2 separate regions of the Pan troglodytes genome follow, and region 1 is linked to region 2. The links are chromatin contacts, called in public HiChIP or PLAC-seq maps. All regions are on one chromosome and are shown on one strand. Each heading gives the region's core, a stretch centred on a gene start, on an enhancer-like site or on the middle of the called end of the contact. The rest is flanking DNA. Distances are from core to core; before and after follow the strand shown. Region 1 holds the start of PRRT3 (proline rich transmembrane protein 3). Region 2 holds the start of TTLL3 (tubulin tyrosine ligase like 3).

Region 1 (7,018 bases), core at 3,471-5,970, 140 kb before region 2:
GATGCATGGAAAATTAAGCAAATGAAAAACCAAGCAGTACTTACTGCAGGAGAAACAATGTCTGGGGAGGGAATTATTATCCTCACAGCACACTTCTTGAATCAGCTTGAATACTTGTTTCACAGTTCTAGTATTGTAAATGCAGAATAATGATACCAAAAAACTACAGAAAAATATGGAAAGTAATAGAAGAGCTACATTTTCATATTATCTTCATAGTAGTCAATAGATTAACCCCCAAAACTGAAAATAATTAACATTAGCAGCATAAATCTGATGTGAAAATAGGATAAATACCAGAAGAAATAACCAGAAGTACCAGAAAGACTTGACAATAATTACTTCCAGAAAGTGGGAATTGAGAGTGAAAGGGAATGGGGTAAGGATCTGCTGATTTTAAAGTGGCATCAGATTTCGACACACAAAAAATAAATAACTCTTGGCCAGGTGTGGTGGCTCACGCCTGTAATCCCAGCACTTTGGGAGGCCAAGGCAGGCAGATCACTTGAGGTCAGGAGTTTGAGACCGGCCTGGCCAACATGGTGAAACCCCATCTCTGCCAAAAATACAAAAATCAGCCAGGCGTGGTGGTGCATTCCTGTAGTCCCAGCTACTCGGGTGGCTGAGGCAGGAAAACGGCTTGAACTCAGGAGGCGGAGGTTACAGTGAGCTGAGATTGTGCCACTGCCCTCCAGCCTGGGTGAAAGAGAGAGACTCTGTCTCAAAAAACAAACAAAAAACCTCTTTAAAAAGATCAGGTTTGTTTAGTTGGTGTTGGTGGAAGCTAAAATCTGAGAATGAGTAGGTTAAGACTCCAGGAGCCCTTCAGGCTGAATTTGGCCAGTTTGGTAAAAGAGTGTAACTCCCCGTGCCCTCAGAGTTCAGGACAGTGGGCAGAGCACAGAGAAGGTTCACCAGCCTGCACTTTCTCCCACCTGTTCTCCCTTTTGTTTATTTTCTCATGCCTGCCAGAGCAACCAGCCAGAACGAAAATGCCAACCAACTGTCCTGGGCTTTGTCTAAGCAGGAGATTTCATCATTGCCAGCCCCATCTTCTTTGCCTTTTCTTTCTCACTCTTTCCTTGGGGAGTCACAACAACTTTCAGCTCTGTTGGTTTGAAGTCAACAGAGATCCAAACTGGAGGGCCTATTTTCATGGACTCAATTAACTCCTAACACAGTAGGGGCCGCCTGGAAGGCCTGGGGTTTCCCTCTCCCCCACTTTCCTCTCTCAGGTTCTTCCAGAGGGGCAGGAGGGTGTCATTACTATTAAGAGCACTGGTTCTGGCCAGGCGTGGTGACTCATGCCTGTAATCCTAGCACTTTGGGAGGGCGAGGCAGGCTGATCACTTGAGGCCAAGAGTTTCAGACCAGCCTGGCCAACATGGCGAAACCCTGCCTCTACTAAAAATACAAAAGCAAGATTCCATCTCAAAACAAAGAGCACTAGTTCTAAAGTCAGGCCTGTGGCTTGGCCCCTTAGTTGCTGCATGACCTTTAACAAGTTATTGAACTTCTCTGAGCTTCAGCTTGCCAGCTGTATAATGAAAAACATAAAACCTAGGGTTGTCATGAGGACTTAAAAAGAATAATGGTGTGTAGCATAGTTTTTGGCAGACCAAGTGCTTGGTAAACAGGAGATATTGACCATCCCTTGTATACTTGGAGTCACCTTCCATTTATCCCTGCCGTCCCAGAGTCTCCAGAAGGATGCTGGGAGCTCCATCTGGAGCTGAGATACTCCCCGTCCACACCTGCGCGCCTCGTGTTCCCCGCTTACATTCACCTCCACCCCAGCCAGTCTCCTCTTTCCACAGGATCAGCTTTCACCTTGGTCTCTAGCCAAAGGGATCCTAATCTCTCTTGCATTTGTTTGGAATCTCAGAATGCCTGCCGGTTGGTGGTTTAGAAACGCGATGGGATTGGGGCCCCTGGTTCCAAAGAGGGCAGCCAGCAAGCAGCCAGATGGCCCTGCATGGACTGGGAGGTCAGGCACTCACACACCAGCCCTTCTCAGGAGAAACTGAGGAAGGGAACCGGGCCAGCTCTGAGCCTGTGGAGGGAATCTCAACATCTCCAAAGGAGGCTCCCAGCGAGTTCACAAGGGGAAGTGAGAGGGAGGATCCAGACTCCTCAGCTTCTGTAGGGGGCCCTAGGACTGCATTCTGGCCAAGACTGCCCACATGGGAACAGACACAGGTCCCTCAAAGGAAGTTAGGATGCTGTCAGGAAGGGAAATGGTTATTGCAAAACCCTCCAAAATGTCAATCAGCTATATGTAGAATCAGGATCCAGTTAACTTCCTACAAGATTGTAACAACAGGCTGGATCTAACAAGATAAACAACAAACAAATGTAGAATCCTACATTAAGAGTCAATAAACCAGTTGTACATGAAGAGATGGGAAGACTTTACTACTAGATCAATTGGGTAACAAAGTGATGTGGCTGCTAGAAACATTAATTCAGTGTGAGGCCATATGAATGGAGTAGAATCCTGGAAAGGAGAGGTGAAGGTTCAGCTTTACTCCCAACAAGGTTCATTTCCAAGAGTCCTACTTTCAGAGGGGCATTGTTGAGCTGGTAAGAAGCAAACAGAGAAGAGATTCTTCCACATGGTGAGAACCCAGAATCCTGTCCTGCAGGGAACAGCTGAAAAACTCGGAGTGTTTGTTCTGGAGAAAGAAGACTCTAGAGAAATGAGAGATGCCTTTACAATTCTGAAGTGGCTCCAACAAGGAGAACAGAGCTGGTCAGGTCATGTGTGAAACGGGCAAGGCCTGCACCCTCTCCCAGAGTCAAGCAGCTGAACGCAGGCCCCACCATTTACCAGCCATTAGGGATGGAATATTCTTCAAACTGCAATACGTCAGACACAACTGGGGCCTGAGTATTGCTCTTCTGTGAGAGCTAGAGGTAGGAAGCCATTGGGAGGGAGATGTCAGCTCAGCCCTAGGAAGAATTTTTTCTTTTTCTTTTTTAAGTGAAATTTGATTTTTTATTTGATACTGGGTCTCTTTCTGTCACCCAGGCTGGAGTGCGGTGGTGCGACCTTGGCTCACTGCAACCTCTGGCTCCTGGACTGACGTGATCCTCCCACATAACCCTCCTGAGTATCTGGGACCCAGGTGCGCACCACCACACTTGGCTAATTTGTTTTTTTTTTTTTTTTTTGGTAGAGATGGGGTTTTGCCATGTTGCCCAGGCTGGTCTCGAACTCCTGGGTTCAAGCAGTCCTCCAGCCTTGGCCTCCCAAAGTGCTGGGAATATAGGCATGAGCCATTATACCGGCCAAATTTTCTTCTTCTTCTTCTTCTTCTTTTTTTTTTTTTTGTCAGTCTCACTCTATTGCCCAGGCTGGAGTGCAGTGGTCATTGCACTCCAGTGACACAGCTTGTGGTCAATGGACAGAGTGGTCAATGCACTCCAGTGACACTCCAGTGGCCATAGCTTACTGCAACCTTGACCTCTTGGGCTCAAATGATTCTCCGGCCTCAGCCTCTGGAGTAGGTAGGACTACAGGCATGTACCACCACGCCCAGCTAGTTTTTTTGTTTGTTTGTTTGTTTTTTAATTAAAGTCTCACCATCTTGCCCATGCTGGTCTTGAACTCCTGGGCTCAAAATGATCCTCCTCTCTAGGCCTCCCAAAGTGCTGGGATTACAGGTGTGAGCTACTGCACCCAGCCCTATCTCATTTTTGATAACCACATATATTTCCTGTGTGGCTTTCCTTTAAAGAATTGAGCCTAATAATGGATGTTTACTATATCAACAGGTGTTCAAAGAAAGACCAGGAACATTTTGACAGTGTCTACCAGCCCCATATGCAGACCCATAGATTTTACTACCATGCCTCGGCTAGGCAATTATCTGGTAGGTGCACTAGTGTACGTGCACAGTGATGTGTTAAGCAAGGAATGGCCCCTGCTCCATTACCCCTGCGAGCAAAAGGCTAGAAACAACCTATGTCCAATCACAGGGGACAGGATAAAGAACAATAACTAGCTGACCATATGCTGGAATTCTCAACAGTGGATACAAGAAATGATATAGATCTATAGATATTTACATGAAAAATGTGCCAGAATATATTGGAAAGTGAAAGAGAAAAAGACAAATTACAGAAATGTGTACAGTGGCTGGGCACGGTGGCTGACGCCTGTAATCCCAACACTTTGGGGGTCCGAGGCGGGCTGATCACCTGAGGTCAGGAGTTCGAGACCACCCTGGCCAACATGGTGAAACCCTGTCTCCACTAAAAATATAAAAATTAGCCAGGCATGGTTACTAGGGAGGCTGAGGCAGGAGAACCACTTGAACCTGGGAGGCGGAGGTTGCAGTGAGCCGAGATCACGCCACTGCACTCCAGCCTGGGCGACAGAGCAAGACTGTCTCAAAAAAAAAAAAAAGTATACAGTATGACGTCATTTCTATTTAAGATGTACATGTAACTGTACATTGAAAAGAATCTGAAGGATACATACCAAGCTGTAGGTAGGATTTACCTAAAAGGATGTAGGGATATAGAAAGGAAGTGAGCTCCCCGTCCCATGAGGTATGCAAGCAGAGGCTAGCTGCCCCGTTTTCAGGGATGCTGCAGAAGACATTTCCACATCCCTCAGAGATGACCTCGGTTCCACTCTGAGCCCTGACAATCCCTGAGCGAGGGGAAGTCGGGGTTGACAGAAGAGTCCACCCCTAAGGGGAAAGAGTTAAGCAGGGCTGCGCTCCTGTGGGCGGGCTCGCGATCGGCAGCGCCGGGCTCTGTTAGCCGAGTCTGAGCATCTCGGAGGATGCGGCGCGGCGATCGGCTGCAGGGACGCGCGCAAGGTGAACACGGGGGCTGCGGCGCGCAGGTGAGGAGCTGGCCCAGGGAGGGGGCGATGGCGGGACCCCGACGGGGAGCGTGGCCTGCTGCCCCCGTCGCGGGCGCAGGCGACCAGGCCTGCACGGCGCCCACCCCCATCCAGGACACTGCGGGAAGGCGCGGAGCCAGGGAGAGAGGAGACGGAGGAGGAGAAGGAGGAGGAGGAGAGGTAACCCGAGATGGACCAGCTCCGAGGCTGCCCCGCAACGGCCTCGCCCTGCCCCCAGGCCGGCCTCTCCCCAGTCCCTGCGGCAGAGAGATCCGCCACCCCCCACAGCCTCTCCAGCAGAGTGGGAGCCCAGGGCTGGGCAAGCCCCCGCCTTGTCCGCAGGTGCCCACATCTCTTGGGTTGGCAGTGGTAGGCAGATGGCATGTTTATCTTTGGAGGCCCCATTCAGCCGTTTTCTCGGCAAAGCTTTTTGGACCTCCTGTGGAAGATGAGCCTCCGAGGGTTTCACAACCCCGATTGTGTCCACTCAGCTGTGTGACCTTGGGGGAGTTGCTCACCCTCTCTGAACCCCCGTTTCTTCCCCCTGTGAAATGGCTGTTCCCACACCTTGTATTGGGAGGGCGGAGTGACGTGTTGCTAAGCTCAGCGCAGGAGCCTCACTGGGGAAGAACTAAACACAGGAGCACTGTTTTTAGCCAGTACCTGTGTTAGGGGCGTCTCAGCGCACCCCTACTCCCAACCCTGGAGCAAAGCCCTGTCTCTGGGCCCCCAGCACCTAGCCTAGACCAGGAGCAGCCCATGGGGCTCCGTGAATGTTTGAGAAATGAACTAACAAGGCTTTAAGACAGAGTCTAAACTCGAGTTTGGAGGATGGGACTCAAAGGTCTTTGAACCCCTTGAAATTGTTCACAACTTTCGGTGAGCCTGGGTCTTTTCCCCGGGAGAGCACCAGGGGTTTTCAGTGGCTTCTTAAGGTGTCTGTGAGCCACCATGGGTTAAGAGCCAGGAAGCTTTGGGGACAGCTGCTCCCCAGAGAGGAAAAGAGCAGGGCCTCTGCCGCCAAACACACCCAGGCTTCAGCTCTCGCACCCTCCATGAAACCTCTCCTGGTGGTGGGGCCCCTTCCTGCTTCCCTGGCCCACTGACAGGCTCTGGAGAACAGGAACTTTTAGGGGATATCCACGTGGGGCCAGGTATATACTGGAGGCTGCAGGTTTGAAATAAGAGGCAGGAGATTATTATAGAATCAGACCAGGGTGACAAGTGCCCAGGAAGATGAGGGAAGGAAGGCGGGAAGAGGAATGTCTAACGCTTGTCAAGCATCAGGTATGAACCTCGCCCATACCTGTTTGGTTATTTGTCTCATGCCTTGAGTTAGGCATGCTTATTATCCCCATTTTACTGATGGGAAAACTATGATGCAGAGAGGTAAAATGACTCCCCCAAGAAATGAAGACACTGGGATTCAAACTCAGGCCCCTCCCCAAAGGCCGGTGCATATTCCTCTCCCTCTCCACGTCTCTCATTTTTGAAGTGGGCCTTTAGGAATAACATTTCAGGCAGGGCGCAGTGGCTCATGCCTGTAATCCCAGCACTTTAGGAGGCCAAGATGGGCAGATTACCTGAGGTCAGGAGTTCAAGACTAGCCTTGCCAACATGGCAAAACCCCATCTCTATTAAAAATATAAAAATTAGCCAGGTGTGGTGGCACATGTCTGTAACCCCAGCTACTCGGGAGGCTGAAGCAGGAGAATCACTTGAACCTGGGAGGTGGAGGTTGCAGTGAGCCGAGATCACGCCACTGCACTCCAGCCTGAGCGACAGAGCAAGACTCCGTCTCAAAAAGAACAGGATTTCAGCAAGTGAAGGGGAAGGGAGAGAGCATTCCCTGCTGACGGAACAGCAGAAGCAAAGGCATGGGAGTCACACAGTCCAGTGGGTGTTGGAGGACAGATGAACAGCTTGCGGTGGCCAGGGTCTTGGAAGGCCAGGAGAGGAGCTTATGTTCTTTCCTGAGGGAAATGGGGAGCCACTGAAGGTTTTAAAGCAGGGCAAGTGCCACGTCCAGCAATTTTAAAAGCAGAGAAGCTGCTGCCTTGCGTTGCTTTTCTTTCCTGCCAGCCCCTTGAGGAAGGCATGGGGGCCCCCAGCCCTCACATGTCATTCCATGCCCTGTTTGTTTTTTAGGCTCATCCAGTG
Region 2 (7,282 bases), core at 4,717-7,216:
TGGCCCGGTTGGTCTTGAACTCCTGACCTCAGGTGATCCATCAGCCTCGGCCTCCCAAAGTGCTGGGATTACAGGTGTGAGCCACTGCTCCTGGCCTTTATTTTATTTTATTTTATTTATTTATTTTTTCAGACGGAGTCTCACTCTGTCACCCAGGCTGAGGTGCAGTGGCGTGATCTCAGTTCACTGCAACTTCCACCTCCTGCGTTCAAGTGATTCTCCTGCCTCAGCTTCCCGAGTAGCTGGGATTACAGGCGCCTGCCACCACACTCGGCTACTTTTTGTTGTTGTTGTTGTTTGTTTGTTTTTTTAGTAGAGATGGGTTTTCACCATGTTGGCCAGGCTGGTCTCGAACTCCTGACCTCAAGGAATCTGCCCGCCTCGGCCTCCCAAAAAGTGCTGGGATTACAGGTATAAGCCACCCCGCTCCGCCTCTTCCAGAGCTTTTTAAGACCTTCCTTCCTGCCTTCACTTACCAAGGGCAGGGGGGAAGGGGAACTATGGGGTTTTTATTTGAAGGGGGAGTTACCATGCATGGCGGCTGTGCTGGCATCTGGTATGACCTAGCAGAGCTCTGAATCCCAGGCCAGATGGGACACAGCCCTGCTGTGTCCCTCCCCACTCTGTGGGCCTATCTAGCCTTTATTCACTTATTTCTTTTTTAGAGATAGAGTCTTGCTTTGCTGCCCAGGTTGGAGTGCAGTGGTGCGATGATAGCTCACTGCAGCCTGTAATTCCCAGGTTCAAGTGATCCTCCCACCTTAGCCTCCCGAGTAGCTGGGACTACAGGTACATGCCACCACACCCGGATAATGTTTTTCTACCTTTTTTGTAGAGACTGAGTCTTACTATGTTGCCCAGGCTGGTCTTGAACTCCTAGCCTCAAGTTATCCTCCCACCTTGGCCTCCTGAGTAGCTGGGACCACAGGCATGAGCCACCATGTCCAGCTCTATCCAGCCTTTAAAGAAGCAGTTTTTACTACAGATAGGGAAACTGTGGTCCAGAGAAAGAAAGGACTTGTCTGAGGTCACCCAGCTGGACACCAATGCCCTCCCTCTAAGCAGGCAGTCCCTGTATCATCTTGGCCCCCAGGGCCCTCACCATCAGAGCATGTGTTCCATCTAGGTCATCAAATTTCAGTAAATCATCGAAGTCAAACAGCTGTGATGGCTGGAACTCCTCGTCCTCATCTTCATCCTCTGTGGATGCAGAGCCCAGAGCTGATGAGTTTCCTCTCCCTGACCCATAGCCCACAAGGCCTCAACTCTGGGACAGTGGGAACCAAAGGAAAAGGACTCAGGAGCAACAGCTGTGGAAAGGGAAGGAACCACTCACCATCCTCAGTGGTGTCACTGTCACCCATTGCTGAGCTATCCAGATCCTTCTGGGGTGGCAGTAGGGTGGGGCCTGAGCGATGGACCATCTTCTTCTCCACCCAGCCCCTCCGGCGCAAGAGACACCGGATCACCGGGTAGCAGCCTTGGATTGTAAAGATCTTCTTCTGCTGCAATGTGAGAGAAGGATACTTCTTCAATAAGTATTGCATAAGTGCCAGACATAGGGGATATAAAGGTGAACCAGACAGTTATGGACTCTGCCATCAGGAAATTTTTATATTCCATTAGGAGAAATAAACAGACTATAAATAAGCAGAGAAATAAATATGCATGGTAATAATGATAATAGCAATGGCTAATATTTATTGAGGACCTACTACATGCTGAGCACTTACATGCATTACTAACAATACTGTGTGTTTTTATTTTGTTTTGTTTGAGACAGGGTCTCACTCTGTTGCCCAGGCTGGAGTGTAGTGGCACAATCTCGGCTCACTGCACCCTCTTCCTCCTGGGTTCAAGCGATTCTCTTGCCTCAGTCTCCTTGAGTACCTGGGATTACAGGTGTACGCCACCACGCCCAGATAATTTTTTTTTTTTTGAGACGGAGTCTTGCTCTGTTGCCCAGGCTGGAGTGGCACAATCTTGGCTCACTGCAACCTCCACCTCCAGGGTTCGAGCGATTCTCCTGCCTCAGCCTCCCCAGTAGCTGGGAGTACAGGCGTGTGCCACTGCACCCGGCTAATTTTTGTATTTTTAGTAGAGACAGGGTTTCACCATATTGGCCACGCTGGTCTCGAACTCCTGGCCTCAGGCCAAGGCCCGCCTTGGCCTCCCAAAGTGCTGAAATTACAGGCGTCAGCCACCTCATCTGGTGCCCAAATAATTTTTATATTTTTTGGTAGAGACTGGGCTTCACTGTGTTGGCCAGGCTGGTCTCCAACTCCTGGCCTCAAGTGATCCTCCTGACTTGGCCTCCCAAAATGCTGGGATTACAGGTGTAAGCCACCATGTCTGGCCAATACTATGCATTTTTATTAGATACTGTTATCTCCATTTTACGGGCTATGAAACAGAGGCATAGAGAAATTAAGCAGGGTGCCCGAGGCCCCATAGTGGTTAAGCAAAAGAGCAGGGATTTACATCCTGGCAGTTTGGCTCCAGAAACTGCATACTTAATGGGATCCAGAGAAACTACTTAGAAATACATGGTCAGGGAAGGTTGAAAGGAAGCCATGAATGTACAGAGCTGGGAAATGGCGGTTCAGGCAGAGGGGAATGCATGTGCAAAGGCCTTGAGGCTGGAGAGAGGTCAGAAGGAACTGAAGGGAGACCAGAGTGAGTGGAACATGGTAAACGATGGAGAAAGCCCCAGAGGAGGTAGGCAGTGGCCAGACTGTGGAAGGCCCTGCAGGCCTTGGAACGGACTTGGATTTCATACTAAGAGTGTCATGAGCAAAAAAGGCTAACTGAGGGAATCTTTCTAAGCTTGGCTTGCTGCTATATTACAAAAAGATGAGGGGACAGGATGGAGGTAGACCAGCTAGGAGGCTGTCATAGTTTGCCTAGGAGAGAAATCACAATTACTAAAATGAAGGTGGTTACAACACAGACGGGAGAAGGTGCTAGAGTTGAGAATCGTTTTGGAGGTGGAGATGACAAGTGGTTTTGCTGATGGAATTAGACCTGTGGGTGAAGAAACAGAAAGATGAGATTTCTGGCGTGAGGAACTGAGAGATGGGAAAGACTGGAGACTGGGGAGGAGACAGGTTTGGGCAGGAAGATCAAAGTCTGGTTTGGGACATGAATTTGAAATGCTTGTTAAGTTTTCTGGGTGTAGATGATAGGTAGGGGGCTAGATCTACGGGATGTGGAGTTCGAGGCTGGGCTGGAAGGGGCACAGAGAGGGTGCAGCACACTGACTGGACTCAGCCAAGGACACAGCCAAAGGAGACAGACCTGGGGAAGGGGCCAGGGGGCCACTAATGGCTGAGGAACCTTTAAAGGCCGCTGAAAAGCAGCAGCCAAAGAGGGAGAAAGGAAAACTAGGAGCGTGCAGTCTGACAGCCAAGAGGAAGGGTGTGTGGGGCAGCGGTGTCGAAAGATACAGGGTGCCCAACCGAGATCAAGACCGAAAGGCACTGCTGGGTTTGGCTCCCTGGAACTCACCAGGCACCTTGATTAGAGTGGGACATCGCAGGGAACCAGAGTGGAGGGAGCCCAGAAGTTTGGTGCTGAAGGGGTAAACGGGGAGGTAGTTGAAGATGGGTGTGGTGGTTGAGGATTTTTGCTATTGTTTTTTCTTTTGCTTTTGTTTTTTAAGGATATAAGAAAACAGCGCAGGGAGACAGGCTGAGCCGCTCCCAGGGCCCTTTCTAAGCGCCCCTGCCCCTCCTCTGACCTTGACAGCTCTCTCCACGTAGATTTTGGCGTTTCTGAGCCGGTTCATGTGAGACGCCTTGGAGGATCCTCGCCAGAGGACCGGGAAACCTGCAGAAAGATGCGGAGTAGGGGCGGGGTACACTGAGGCTGGGCCTAGGGTCTCGGCCTAGGATCTTTTCTGGCCGCCGATAGCCACGCCTCTTTTCTTCCTCCTGCCTTCATCCAGATGCCCACCCTCAGCCGCTCCTCTCCCGACCCCCAGTCCCTCCACCCCAGCGTCTTGTCGTCCTCGCAGCCGCTGTAGGCCAGAGCGAGCGGGCCGCACGGGCCTCACCATCCTGCGGAGAGCGGTCATCGAGGACCGGGGTGTGCGGGGGGCCGAGGGGGTGGGTATCCGAGGCGCCCTGGGCGTGGGTGCCTGGGACCAGCGTCTCGAAGGCGCCGCTGAGGCGGCGCGCAGGGGCGGGGCTGCCCGCCTGGCATCTGCCGCCTGCGTGACCCTCCTCGGACTGGGCAGAGGCAGGGCCGGCCCATGGCAGCCTCCTGGGTGGACGGAACTCGGAGCGGCGCGCCGAGGGGAAACTGGTGCGTGGCTCGAGCGGCTGCGGCTTCCGCAGCCAGTTGCACACCGCGCCGCCCTCCTGGCGGTACCAGGAGGCCGAGCCCCGGCGCCCGGGCCCCAGCTCCCCCGCGCTCAGGAGCAGTGGCGCGTCGGGGCACTGCATGCGCCCCTCGCCGCGCTCGCCCTCCCAGGGCCCCTGATCCCGCGGCCCTCCGCGTCGCCGCCTCCTCTCCCGGGAAGTTCCTGCCTAGGCTCGAGCCTTGTCCTCCGTTCCAAGCCCCGCCCCGTTTGCTATTGCCTTGGAAACCATTCCCTGGGCACCATCAGACCGCTCGGGGCTGGTTGGGGGCTGCGATGGGGCTCGGGGCAGTCGAGCGAGGGCTTCCTTATGACCTGGGGCCTCACCCAGACCCTTGATGAGCAGGGCACTGAAGGCGGAAGAGAGCACTGGGCCCCAGTTAGTTAGTGTTGCGGTTCCTTATCCAATACTTCCTGGTGCCACCGGCCCTAGGGTTTGAGTGATTCCACAGTATTTATAGGCGCTAACAAATGGCCCCTGACCTCATGGAGCTTACTAAAGCCCAGTGTGAGGGGAATAAAAAGCAAGTAACAAAGGAAGAGAATAGTTTACAGGTATAATAAGGGCAATGAACAAGCAGAGGTGAAACCAGGAAGGGGGCGCATTTTAGATAAAGTGGCGCATTTAAGCTGAAGGTGTAAATGCCAGGAGTCAGGAGTCACCAGGGAAAGGGGAGGAACTGCACTTCAGGGAAGGGACAGTCCCAGCAACAGCCCTGAGAAGGGTAAGAACCTTTGTGCAAACCACAAGACAGCCAGGGTGGCTGGAGCCTGGTGAGGCCAGATCAGACCTGCTGGGCCTGGCAGCTGGGCCTAGGGTAAGGTCCTTAGCGAGGGCAGCATATAACAAGAAGGTGCAGAGCACACCCTCCCCAGAAACCGGAAATGGAAAAACAATCATTTGAGTCAACTGCGAAAGAAATGTAATAGTTCAGAACAGTTATGCCTGGCCCCCAGGCTAAGACTGCAAGCAACCTTTTTGGAAGCACTGGCAAAATATTATCCTCAAAAGTCACAGGGGAGGTAAGGCTCCAAGATGTTAAACAATTTGCCTCAAATCACAGAGCAGAGGCAGCACTGGAACCCAGGTCTGACTCCAAAGCCTGTCCCTTAAACACCTGTTATCACTCAGGTTGCCTGCTAGTCACAGAAGGACCACACAGGGACAGTTTGAGAGGCAAACTCTAGCAGTGCCCCCGCAGGCAGAGTCGAAGAGAGTGTCCTAGTAAGAGCCCAGCTTTGTTAGTCACTGGGTAGATGTGCTCTTAAGAGTGAAGGTGGATCCCCCACCTTCCTGTCCAGCTGACCCCAACTCCCCTTTAGCTGATGGCTGGACTTCCCGAAAAGCACGCCCCCCAGGAAAGGTGATTTAGGGAATTTGGACCCTGGGAGAGAGATACATGACAAATGAGGTTTGTGGCTGGCTCACCCAGGCAATGCTGTCCTGTGAGGGTTGTTGAGTGACCAGCTGCTATATCCTATTAGTCACCCAGTTTCACTGTGAGCACCTTTAACATTCACTGCAAAGCTAGAACATAGCCATGTGCCCTGGAGGAGGGAACACCTAATTCAGAGGGGTGGCGAGGTAGGTCACAGAGGTAATGTCATAAAGGAGATGATAGCACTTTGGGAGGCTGAGGCGGGGGGATCACCCAAGGCAGCCGAGGAAACATAGTGAGACCTAAAAAAAAACAAAAAACAAAAACAAAAAAATTAGCTGGGCGTGGTGGCACAGGCCTGTGGTCCCAGCTACTCAGGAAGCTGAGGTGGGAGAATCACTTGAGCCTGGGGAAGCTGAGGCTGCAGTGAGCCATGCTTGCGCCATTGCACTCCAGCCTGGGTAACAAAGCGAGACCCTGTCTCAAAAATGAAAAAAAAAAAAGGGGGGGGAGGAGGGGGGCAATAGCTGTTCCAAGTTGTTGCCCTTACCCCCTCCTCCCTTTAACATCACCTTGTCCACCCCATCAGAAGAAACCCCTCTGGCCATCTGGAGGAATCCCTTTTGAAAGCTCAGCTCAAAGGTTAACCCTTCTTGAAGCTTACCCTGACACCCACTCCTATATTTACCCCTTGGCCCCCAGACTTCCAATATTAAATATGAAACACTTCAGTGAACCTTTTACACACCCAGCCCTTTTCCTGGACCTCCAAGTCTCAAGGCAAGGATAAACATCATGAACACTGGAAATTATTCAACAGCCCAGCCACTGGGCTGGTGGAAAAAATATAGTTCAGTCAGTACCTGTGTAGCAGCGACCGTGTCAGATTGTTTATATTCATTATCTCCACTTCATAGACTAAGAAACTGAGACACAAAATAGAAGTAACTTGGCCAAATTTGGCAAGAAGAATCAGGACTCAAACACAAGGGTTTTTTGTCTTTTTACTTCAAGGTGTTACTAAGGTCTAGTACTATCCAATGGAACTTTCTGCAATGATGGGAATCTCTATGTATGTGTTGTATATGCTGTATGTCTATATATGCTGTTATATATGGTACAGTCACTGGTAGCTGTTAAGTTGCCAGTGGGACTGGGGAACTGGATTTTAAACTTTATTTAATTGTAATAATTAAAATTTAAATAGCCACTTGTGGATGGTGATTACTGTTTTGGCACAGGCAAAAGTCTACTCTCTTGCTCACTGGCTAGATTTAGGGCAAGCTATTACATCTCATGTTTGGAACCTCAGTTTCCTTATCCACCAAATGGGAGCACTGTTTCTCTGAGGTTACTTTTTAGCCCAAGTAAGTTCCTTATGTGAAAAGCACCAAAGCTCTGTATAGGCAGACAGAGCAGTTTCAGAAATTAATGGTGCCTGGACTGCAATGAATGGAGTCTCTGGGTTGGGACCCTTGGCAGGAATAATGGCAGGACCAATCATGAGACTGCACCCAGTGGGGAGCTCCAGGCACAATTACCA

Evidence for each region. HiChIP or PLAC-seq counts read pairs in DNA pulled down with a chosen protein or histone mark.
Region 1: a contact with region 2 is called in an H3K4me3 HiChIP or PLAC-seq map of stem cell-derived excitatory neurons, with 4 times the contacts expected there. The contact joins the promoter of PRRT3 here to the promoter of TTLL3 in region 2. A contact is called at or near these places in 2 of 7 Hi-C or Micro-C datasets (induced pluripotent stem cells and stem cell-derived neural progenitor cells) and 1 of 1 datasets of contacts at active chromatin or transcription factors (stem cell-derived excitatory neurons).

Annotation. Positions count from the first base shown.
Region 1 is chr2:13,979,842-13,986,859 of NHGRI_mPanTro3-v2.0_pri, reverse strand. It overlaps PRRT3 (proline rich transmembrane protein 3), which reads left to right and starts at 4,720. Exons shown (of 5, transcript XR_001713166.4): 1 at 4,720-4,858; 2 at 7,007-7,018. It overlaps LOC112208615 (a long non-coding RNA gene), which reads right to left. Exons shown (of 4, transcript XR_002943082.3): 4 at 2,393-2,691.
Region 2 is chr2:13,844,102-13,851,383 of NHGRI_mPanTro3-v2.0_pri, reverse strand. TTLL3 (tubulin tyrosine ligase like 3) reads right to left here and starts at 5,966. Exons shown (of 13, transcript XM_063805359.1): 1 at 5,790-5,966; 2 at 3,740-3,828; 3 at 1,337-1,505; 4 at 1,103-1,200. The coding sequence starts at 3,787.